Regions from separate parts of the Sus scrofa genome. Here region 1 is linked to region 2. Evidence: chromatin contacts called from public HiChIP or PLAC-seq data. All regions are on one chromosome and are shown on one strand. Each heading gives the region's core, a stretch centred on a gene start, on an enhancer-like site or on the middle of the called end of the contact. The rest is flanking DNA. Distances are from core to core; before and after follow the strand shown.

Region 1 (5,044 bases), core at 1,847-4,346, 73 kb after region 2:
ATTGTGGCTCAGTGGTTAATGAAGCCAACTAGGGACCATGAGGTCACGGGTTCGATCCCTGGCCTTGCTCAGTGGGTTAAGGATCCAGCGTTGCCTTGAGCTGTATTGTAGGTTGCAGAGGCAGCTCGGATCCCACATTGCTGTGGCTGTGGTGTAGGTTGGTGGCTACAGCTCCAATTGGACTGGAACCTCCATATGCCTCAGGTGCGGTTCTAGAAAAGGCAAAATAAATAAAGATGCTTTCTGATGAGCAGTTCCAGATTTCTCTTTTTTCTAGAGTTACATGGGTAATTTATCATTACCATGTTAATCATATCTCCACATATATCTTTTATATAATCCAAAACACAAGTATACACATAACTGGCCCCTTAAAAATGCTTTGTGTTTATTACTACTGTTGTGATTTTATTCTACTACTAAACTGGAAGTTTCTTAGGGGTAGGATCTGTATTAGCTGAAGTCCTACATTTAATAGGCGCTTACACATTTCTTCATTTCAAAGACTCAATGGTAGAGAAAGGGCTAAGACAAAAAACAATAAAAAAACACAGCATGCTGCACAGTGGGAAAATTAAAAAAAAAAAAACAAAAAAAACAGCAAGCCTCCTGAATCTGCTGACTACTCTTTATTTACAGTTTAATTATGGACTCTAAGAGGCCTAGAAACTTGGAATACAGATTATCAATCATCTATACAGTCATTCTAGGCACTAATACGCCCACTTCTATTAGGCTTGACTATCTTAAGTGGAATCAAGTAGGCCATATATTTTGGTCAAGATACTTAAAAAAATTAATAATCAAGAATATTTACAGTCCATTAGAGTTGTACAAGAGGAACTGAGAAGCAACGGCAGTGCTCACTGTCATATGTTCTACTTCCTTAGTGAAAAAAGCAGGAAAAGCTGAATCAGCGAATGTTGGTGAAACTTTCTGCATTCTCAAACCTGATTTGGTTTTTCTGGTTATTACTGGGATCAAAAATAAGTTACCTTAATAACTTTGTTTACTAAGCCTTTTATCATTCAAGTAGCTGTTGTCTGTGTTTAGAGGCACAGACTTATGCCTAGAACTAGTGTCTTAGCTCCTTGAGCAGCCTGCACAGGAAAGCAGCATAGCTGAGCCACCAAGAACTTATCTCAGGCCGGGAAGCTGGAGAAGAGCACATGATTGTCATTATCTAGGCAGGAATTTTCAGTCAGCAATGTACTGCTTGTTGCATGCAAGATGGGAGATCTAACATTCATTTACAGACTGCCCTCAAATGCTTGCACCTAGTGGAGAATGCATTGAAAGTGCATCTTGTAAATATTCAAAAGGCAGGCCATTTACAAGACAGGTTTGGATGAAAAAGCACTAATTCCAAAGGCTGACTACACAGTCAACAGCAAATGGCTGGACTACATGGCAATTTTAGTCAATGTTTTTGGGTGGAGTAGGGAAAAAAAGGAACCAAAGCATTGCTTAACTCCAAAATAAACAAGCAACTGAAAGAACTCAAAATGGAACTGTAGTGGCTGTAGGCTACCCTAAGTGAGGGTAGGGGTGGAACGGGAAGGTGAGAATGAAAAGAGGACTTAGGATGGCTAATGTAGAGGGGTCATAGTATAAGTCTAAATATCCTTATTAAGACCAAAAGAGACCATTAATCATTTCATGATTAATCTTTTTTTTTTTTTTTTTTTTTTTTTTTGTCTTTTTCCCACACCCTGCAGCATATGGAAGTTCCCAGGCTAGGGGTCAGTTGAAGCTGCAACTGCCGGCCTACACCAGTCACAGCAACCTGGGACCTGAGCCACATCCACAGCTCACAGCAATGCCAGATCCTTAACCCACTGAGCGGGAAAGAGATGGAACCCGGGTTCTCATGGATGCTAGTCGGGTTCCTTACTGCTGAGCCACAATGGGAACTCCCAACCATATATTGAACATACCCCCAGGACCAGAAGGAAGCTGAGAGCAGGCAGAGCAGCTTAATCATCTTGTAACCTAACCCCTAAGCGTTTAGTAGAACAAGAAGTATATACTGGTGCATTCATCACTCTCCAATACCTTCTTAAATTGGCTAGATATATTCAAAGACAGGCTCTGCAAGGATCAGAACTTGACAGCTCACAAGTCTGAAAGTAGTCAAGCTGTCTACTGACATGAAAGAAAGGAGAAAATGCTTAAGTAATTACTGGAAGAGACAAAGTCCTGCCACTTGAAGACCTGTACCCCAGCCTGGTATATATAATGGCTGGGGACAGAGAACAGCAATTGCAGTTTATTACATTGGTTTTAAGGTTTAGAATGCAATTTCACACCTCTTATACACTCAATAAGCACCCCCTGTGAAAGGGGCTGTGCTGAGCACTGGACAGAGATGGACAACGTGAGCAGGCCTTGTCCTATCAGGGCTCATACTCTAGTCGGTTCGGTGTGCAAAGATGAAGGCAGACACACGTGGGACCGTGGGGAAGGGAAAGCAACAAAAAGCTGACATCCAAGCTAGGTCTTGAAGAATGCTGAAGCTGACCCGCCAGCTCCAATTTTGAAGTGCCACCGCCTTATCTACGGAAAAAAAGTCTCATATCGGCCTCAGGTGAGGCATAAAAACTCTGAGACGGGTATTTTCATTAACAATCACCCCCACTTCACGGGAGAAACTGTGACCCCGAAAGGAAAAAGCGAACCCGACGGTCGCCTTCAGGGAGATGCCAGGTCCAGAATCCCGGTGGACAGACTCAGCAGTTTCGCGCTCCGTCGGGACTGAGACCTGTGGAGCACCGAAATGCGGCAAGCGTCTGGACCCGGAAGTTGGGAAGAGATCTGATAAGAGAGAGACCCCTCCAACCGTGCGCCAGGCTCTCTCAGCCACGCCCTCTGTCCCACGCTTTTGTCACTCACCCGCCGCTAGGCGAGAGGAAGTCGGTGTCGTCTTCGTCGCTCGCACCGAACATCTCGCTGGCTTTCGCCCCGCTGTAGGGAGGAGGTCGGCGAATTTCCAGGGCCTTTCACCGCCGACGTCGTAAATTGCCGCAGGGGCGTGCTGCTTTCCGGCAGGACGAACTCTCGGTTACTCTTGCCAGCAAGATTAGGTTATTGAGGAGGTGGAGCAAAGGCAAAGGAGGGGACCAGGCGTGGGAGGCACGCCGCGTGACGTAAAGCTTCTCGCTCACTCAGAGGCGGCTTGATCCGCGGACGCTCCGAAATCCCGTGCGGCAATTGGCCGGCGAGACAAGAGGCGGGGTAGGGGCGGGATAAGGGCGGGAATCGGCACTTAAGTGGAGGTCTTGTACACGTCGAGCCGTCAGAAGTGCAGGGGTCTTCTGAAGAGTCTTGACAGAGAAGCGGATCGAGGCTCTGAGAGGGAAGCGTCGGTGGCGGCACTCGATCTGGGGAGGTAAGGCCTTTTTCGCCCTTCTTGCAACATTTGGCAGCACGAGCACACAGTCCTTCCCCCTCTAGGGCAAGGACCTTCGCGCCACTCTGCTCAGCTCCGCGAAAGGGCCTGGGGACTGGATCTGAAAACCAGAGCTTTCGGCCAGGCCCGTAAGAGTGACTTAGCTGGAGTGACCTTGGGGCAGGGTGTTCTGTGACTCAGTTTCCCCGTCTGTAAAATGGGGGACCTGATTGCCCCTACCGCTTAGTACCCTGTGGCTGACCTCGCTGTTTATTCAACGGATTGTTTATCCAGTGCTTCCGTGTGTTGGCTGGATTGGTCATCAAATTCAATCGCAGTCTCATAATCCCAGAATTTATAGGTAAGGTAAGGGAGGAACTAAGCCCTTGGCTGACTAGTGGACTATTCCGAGGTCACACAGAGTAAAGGGCAGGCTGGGGCTAGATGCTTGGTGTCTAGACCTTATCAGGGCTGAAGCACTGGGTTCGCGTTCGGAGTGTTTATTGCTACACTGTGGCATGCTTTTGGAGAGAAGTCCTCTCCCTAGAGTAGACCTAGCAGGAGAGCTAGAACACAATGGAGATGGGTGATGGAAAGGAGGAAACTTCAAAATCTGAAGATCCTCAGCCACAACCTTGGTCTGGGTTTTGCTTAGTTTCTTGCCACAGACTTAACATCAGTTCCCTGCCTCCAGTTTCCACCCTCTCTGTATATCATAACCATTTCTTATATATGTTAACCTAGTGTAACTCCTGGAACAATCTCCAGGTAGGCCTGGCTTAGCTAAGGTGTGGATAAGCAGATAATAACCCTTTGTAGGACCCATTGATCTCCTCAGGGCTTCTCTCAATGAGAGTAGTATAAGTGTGCCTTACCTGAATGTTTTAGTAATCTGTTGCATGAAATAGAGGTGAAGTGACTTCCCCTCCCAGAGACTTCATAACCTCTTGGCACTTTCCTGGTTCTACTTTTGTTGTAGTTTTGTGTGCTTCTACTAAATTGTAAGCTCAAGGATGGTTACTTTATTCATCTTGGTGACTCCTGTGTCACAGAGCACTGCCTTATTGCCCATAATGGGTTCTCAGTAATTCTTTTTTGCTCTTTTCTAGGGTATATGGAGATTCCCAGGCTAGGGGTCTAATCAGAGCTGTAGCTGCTGGCCTATGCCAGAGCCACAGCAACACTGGATCCGAACCATGTCTGCGACCTCCACCACAGCTCAGAGCAACACCGGATCCTTAACCCACTGAGTGAGGCCAGGGATCAAACCCTCAACCTCATGGTTCCTAGTGGGATTCGTTAACCACTGAGCCACGATGGGAACTCCAAGGGTTCTCATTCTTTGTTAGCATCCATGAGGACATGGGTTTGGTCCCTGGCCTTGCTCAGTGGGTTAAGGATCTGGCATTGCTGTGAGCTGTGGTGTAGGTATCAGCTCAGATCCCAGGTTGCTGTGGCTCTGGTGTAGGCTACACCGATTGCACCCCTAGCCAGGGAACCTCCATATGCGGTGGGTGCAGCCCTAAAAGACACACACACACACAGAAAAATGCTGTACTAGATGTGAACTGTCTGGGTTGCTTAGTCTCTTATTAACTGAAGGCTTTACTATTGAAAGGTGTAGGGGGGAATAGTGTAGCTAGAAATAGTATACGT
Region 2 (5,652 bases), core at 1,901-4,400:
TACAACTGCAGATCATGGGCCTGTGAAGGGGCAGTACGACGGCATCACCTGTTCCACCCTTCACCGGGGCCCAGAGAGGGAGAGTGGTTTCCATGGGATCACACAGCCTTATTTGCCCATCATGACCAGATATTCTGTGGAAATAACATTTTGCGCATGTGAGGTTTTCATGAGACGTCAAGTTCCTCTAGTGAGTCTCAAAAGGAGAAATGACTGGTTGAATTCCCCCACCTCCCACCCCCGGGCACCAGCGCATGATCTGAGCACCCCATTTAAAGAGCCCCTGGCTGACCTCTGTGACACTCAAGGCAGCACAATCTTTTCTGCCTGTGGATTCTGTCCTGCCTGGGGCTCTAGGTGTGTCCTGGAAAGACAAAGGCACACTCTCTGTTGTCCCTTGGGAGGAGGGGAGGCTAGAGGCTGTCAAAGCAGAGAATCTGGAAAAAGACCCTTGCCATGTGTAGACCTAGGCTTGGCCAGCTGAGGTTTTATCTTACCCGTTGAGATTCTGTAGCCAGCACCCAGTTCTCTACCTGGGGGCCAGAGAAGGGGAGTCTCTGGTGGCTTGGAAAGAAAAGGGGCACTTTAGACCTGTAGGACTGTGGAGTTCCCACTGTGGCTCAGTGGTAACGAACCTGACTAGTATCCATGACTCCGGTTCGATCCCCGGCAGGATCCCGCGTTACCATGAGCTGTGGTGTAGCTCAAAAACTCGGCTCGGATCTGGCATTGCTGTGGCTGTGGTGTAGGCCGGCAGCTGGAGCTCTGATTCAGCCCCTAGACTGGAAACCTCCATATGCCACAGATTGAAGCCCCAAAAAGAAAAGGAAAAAAAAAAGAACTGTAGGGCTGTTATTACCATAACACACACACACACACACACACACACACACACACACACACGAGGAAGTGAGAAAGTGAGAAGTGTGAAGGTCATCAGATTGCATCAAAGCCAACAACAACAGTCAAATGAATAAAGCTGTGTTGACAATCCTTCCTTGGGGGTAGGGGGATGGGGAATGCCCGGGAGTCTGCTTGTTTGAAGGTCAAATCTTCTTACTCCGACATCCCAGGTGAGACTCAGGTGAAAAATTACACCCAATTTGCCAAGCTCTTGGGGCCCAGATTCTGCAAGAATACCTCTTCTCCCCATTGCTTCCTCCACGGGGCCTAGCGCATCCCTGAGAGCTGCCAGGCCCTCCCAGACCTCCTCATAGTGAGGGCCACAGTGGGGCATTTGCCCTGAGGCAGCCCCAATCCCTGACTTTCTTCAACTCCTACTGTCTTTCAGATTGAAGCTCTTAGAAACTATGCGATCCAGAGCAAAGGGTTTGGCCTTTGCAATGGCTTCCTCTCGCAGCGTTATCAAACACAAAATGTGTGTCTGATGCACAGTGAGGTCAAACAAATCAAAGTGTCGGAGTTTGGCGCAGAGAAGGGTTTATTGCAGAGCTGAAGAAGAACTGGCCTGGGGTGGGGCTCAAAAAACCCAAACTCCCTGATAGGTTTCAGGGAAGCATTTTTAAAGGTCAGGTGAGAGAGGGGAGCTTCAGGGTATGTGATCAGCTCCTGTTCAGTGCTCAGATTTGTTGACGGTAACAGGGTGGCGTCAACATTATTAATCCTCAGGCTACAGTAGGTCTGCGGGCTGCATGTTCATGGTCATCTAGGAGCTTAGCTAACTTTTATTGGGTGCAGTTTTAGCATCTATAAAACAATTCGGGAAATTTGGATTAGATACTGTTATCCACATATTTCAGGGAGGAACTAAAGATTCTGTGACTGCCACATGGCTGACTGTTTAAATTCTTAGTTTCTCCTGGCCCAACAGCTTTTTTTTTTTTTTTTTTTTTTTACTGTTAGGGCTGCACCCGCAGCACATGGAGGTTCCCAGCCTAGGGATCTAATCAGAGCTACAGCTGCTGGCTTATGCCACAGCCACAGCTGTGTCTGTGACCTACACCACAACTTATGGCAACGCCAGATCCTTAACCCACTGATGGAGGTCAGGGATCAAAACTGCAACCTCATGGTTCCTAGTTGGATTCTTTCCCCTGCCCCACATAGGGAACTCCCCAACAGCTATTTTTATCACTACATGTTTACACCCCTTCAATCACTATTTCTCCAGTCAGGTTTTGTGACTCCGGGGAAGCCTGGGAGACTATAGCTTTTCTACAAAGAGGCAGGGAGAGGACATGGGAGGAGGCATCTGTCCTGGGAAGGCCCCATAGGGTCCTGCTTGGTTACAATAGAATGGAAATATTTGCAGCTTATGATAACAAGAGCTACCATTTTTTTTTGAGCACGCTCCCACTGTCAGGCTCTATGCTGAGAATTTAACACACAAATCTTCATTAAGCCTTACAATACCTCTATGACATAGAGTCTATTATTCTTTCCATTTTATTGACCAGGAAACCAAGGCTCAGAAATGTCAAGTCCTTTGCCAGAGGTCCCATGGCCAGTACTTGCTGGCTAAGGATTTGAACTGAGATCACACGCCAGATTCTAGGTCCACTAGTACTGACTCTGTTCAGGTTTGTCTAAGGAGCCTCTTGCCACATGGAAGGACTGGCAAAGAATTACTGAATTATATTTTAAATCCCCTCCTAAGTTCACCCCCCTTAAACCAGATGGACAAAATGGACAGACAATATAGAAACATAGAAATACCAATAATAAAAAAGTTTACAGCCCTAGTAATCAAAGGAATACAAATTAAGATTACAGTTGTATATTGCTTTTCACCTAGATTGGAAAAGACCAAAAAAGGGGGGGGGGAGCTACAATTAAAATCTTGGGGCATACTTTCTGTAATTTGCTTCTAATTTGTTGCTATCCAGTCCGCAGGATGGTATTTCAATATTTAGCTCAACATGTGTTAGGCTTCGCACGGTTTACGACAACAAGCAATAAATCTTTTTATGATAATTGCTAAGACAAGTCAAGTGCAAAACAGGAAAGGACCAAATAGAAAGCAGGAGGGAAACCGCTACGCTGGTGGCTTTGGCCCGTCGGCCCACTCGGCTGGGGCTCTGGGGCCGGGCAGGAGGTCCAACGAGTGGTGGGTGAGCCTGAGGCAGGGGGGAGTGGGGCGCACCCTGAGGACCACAACTCCCAGGAGCCCGTGCGCGCCTCGACCCGTCACGTGACCACACGGCTTGGGTAGTGTTCGCCTCGGCGAAGGGCCGGACTCGGAGCTCGAGACCCCAGCGAGCGGACGCTGTCCCGGTGCCTCGCAGAACCAGCGCGCTCACCATGGCGGTGAGTCCCGCGCTGACGAGAGGAGTGGACGCCGGGGCGGGGTTCTGGGAGCAGCCGCCCCTGGGCACCTCGAGGTGCCCGCCGCCCCTGGCCGAGGGCCGTCAGGGGGTGTGTTGCAGCCTTGTCAACTGCGGGAACAGGGCTGGGGGGGACGCTGGAGGCAGAGCTGGCCCGACTTTGGAGGTTTCTTATTTGTCCCTCCTGCTGGGAGTCAGTCCAGCCTACGAGCAGTCCTTGCTCGGCTGAGGGTGGGGAGGCGGTGGGTGAGGACTCGGGGACAAGTCCCGGAGTCCCCCGCCCTGGGCGCAGTGACTTGGGGGAGATTCCAGGAATTCTCCCACGATGAGGGAATCACCGGAGCATTTCAGCCTGTGTCCAAGGCGGGCGCATACTCCCGGGCGGGTTCCCGGACTTGGCAAGTTCGTGGTCTGATTCTTTTGGGGCAGGTGGGGAATCCCAGAGTCAGCTACTTTCCATCCTCCCAACGCTTGGGTTAGAGTGTTTCAGATAAGCGTTTTCTTGATAGAGTTCGCCTGGGCTGGAATGACAGTTTGCAAAACTCTGGTCTTTGAATAAAAAAGTCATATACGCGATTTTTTTCATCCCATAAAAAAATGTCATAAAATTGAAGAACCAGGAAGCCAACGTAGATCGTTTAGTCAAACGTCCACACCAACCGCCTGCCGTTTCTCTAAAAGGGGAAATGCATGGAAAGAGCTTATATGAAAAGTTCCCCAACGAGCCAACAGCCTGACAGGGACCTTAATCTTCGTCTAAGCTCTTTAGCTTATAAATGAGGGTGCTTTTCTTAAAGGGTAAGCAATCCCAAATGAGAAAGAAGAAAGCAAGTCCCTTGATTGCCCTCTTCTTCACCACAGCCCCTCCCTAGCTGGGTGGGGCCCTGAATGAGGCACAGATTAAACTCCGCTGCTGGAGGTTCAGATTTATCCTAAGCAGCGACACAGGGTGCAAGGCCTGCTCCTTGCATATCTGACTGCCGGGATCTTTAGCTGAAAACTGAAGCTCCAAGTCTGGGTGTACTGATTTGAATCTTTTTCTCCTGTGAAAAGGCAAGAGAGGTGAGTCTTTGTCCCTCTCAGGTTTCTTACTCCCCAGGGGGCTGGACGCTCTGTGTGGACACGTCCAGCTTGGAAATACTGGACTGTCCGTTTTTCTCTGGCTGCTTCTCCTCCTTCAGCAGATGTCCTAGCCACCTGCCTCCCCAGTTGGGGTTAGGTGTCTCCCAGAGGTGTTTGTCCCCAGTACCACCACTGGGCTCCCTTGTGCATCTGTCTTATTGGATACATACACCCTGTTGAAATAACTGTTCATTTCCTTCTCCCCTAACAGACGTTAGCACCTTGGGGGCCAAGGACTTATCTCATTTATCTCCAGCACCTGTACCTCTAGCACAACAGTGTTTGTTGATTGAACAAATTGTACTGCTTTGTTGGGTGTTCAGGTCCACTGGGTTTGGGGCCCCTGAGGTGGCTGGCCCAGGCCCCAGAATGTTAGAAGGAACACATTTATGGAACCTCCTGATTAATTAGCCACAGGGGACATTCTAATCATGTCAACTGCTTTATCAAGTGAACTCAAAGAAGTAAAGGCACCACACCTCCCGCTATTCCACCTGCAGAGATGGTGCCGCAGCCTTCTGAAATCGAATGAGCACAATTCTATTATAAATGGAGTTTCACAGGATGATTTGTACCTGTTCGTTTCTGCATATCAATCTTCTGTGAACATTCTGCCACCTCAACAGATATTCTTTTTGAAATCTTGGAGTTCCCGTCGTGGCTCAGAGGTTAATGGATCTGACTAGCATCCATGAGGATGCAGGTTCGATCCCTGGCCTTGCTTAGTGGGTTAAGGTTCTGGTGTTGCTGTGAGCTGTGGTGTAGGTTGCAGATGTGGCTCGGATCCTGCATTGCTGTGGCTCTGGTGTAGGCTGGTGGCCACAGCTCTGATTAAACCCCTAGCCTGGGAACCTCCATATGCCGTGAGAGTGGCCCTAACAAAGGCAAAAAAAAAAAAAGTCTGAGCACTGTTATCTCTGGTTGTAGGATGCAAGGTGATTTTTACTCTTTTGGGGTACTATTTCAGCTTTTTACATTGAGCAAGTAGCACTTTCATATTAGGGAGATAAAAAGCTATTTTTATTTTGGAGTTCTTCCTTGTGATTTTTCATAGACTGCATAGGTTTCCTTTTTCTTCTTATAAGGTCTTGGACAAATCCCTTCTCTTGGGACTGCTTTTCCCTATCTGCAAATGATAAGGGGTTAGAAAGGGACTGGAGTTTTTCACATGGAATTTTATTTTTTTGTCTTTTCTAGGCCCGCACCTGAGGCATATGGAGGTTCCCAGGCTAGGGGTCTAATCAGA

The links. HiChIP or PLAC-seq counts read pairs in DNA pulled down with a chosen protein or histone mark.
Region 1: an H3K27ac HiChIP or PLAC-seq map of alveolar macrophages shows a contact between it and region 2. The contact joins the promoter of FKBP15 here to the promoter of SLC31A2 in region 2. A contact is called at or near these places in 1 of 5 promoter capture datasets (fetal skeletal muscle), 3 of 47 Hi-C or Micro-C datasets (liver and skeletal muscle) and 2 of 2 datasets of contacts at active chromatin or transcription factors (alveolar macrophages and skeletal muscle).

What each region holds. Positions count from the first base shown.
Region 1 is chr1:253,865,089-253,870,132 of Sscrofa11.1, forward strand. FKBP15 (FK506-binding protein 15) reads right to left here and starts at 3,097. Exons shown (of 30, transcript XM_021067627.1): 1 at 2,893-3,097. The coding sequence starts at 2,945. SLC31A1 (high-affinity copper uptake protein) reads left to right here and starts at 3,301. Exons shown (of 5, transcript NM_214100.3): 1 at 3,301-3,388.
Region 2 is chr1:253,791,855-253,797,506 of Sscrofa11.1, forward strand. It overlaps SLC31A2 (solute carrier family 31 member 2), which reads left to right and starts at 3,151. Exons shown (of 4, transcript NM_001244427.1): 1 at 3,151-3,267. The coding sequence starts at 3,262.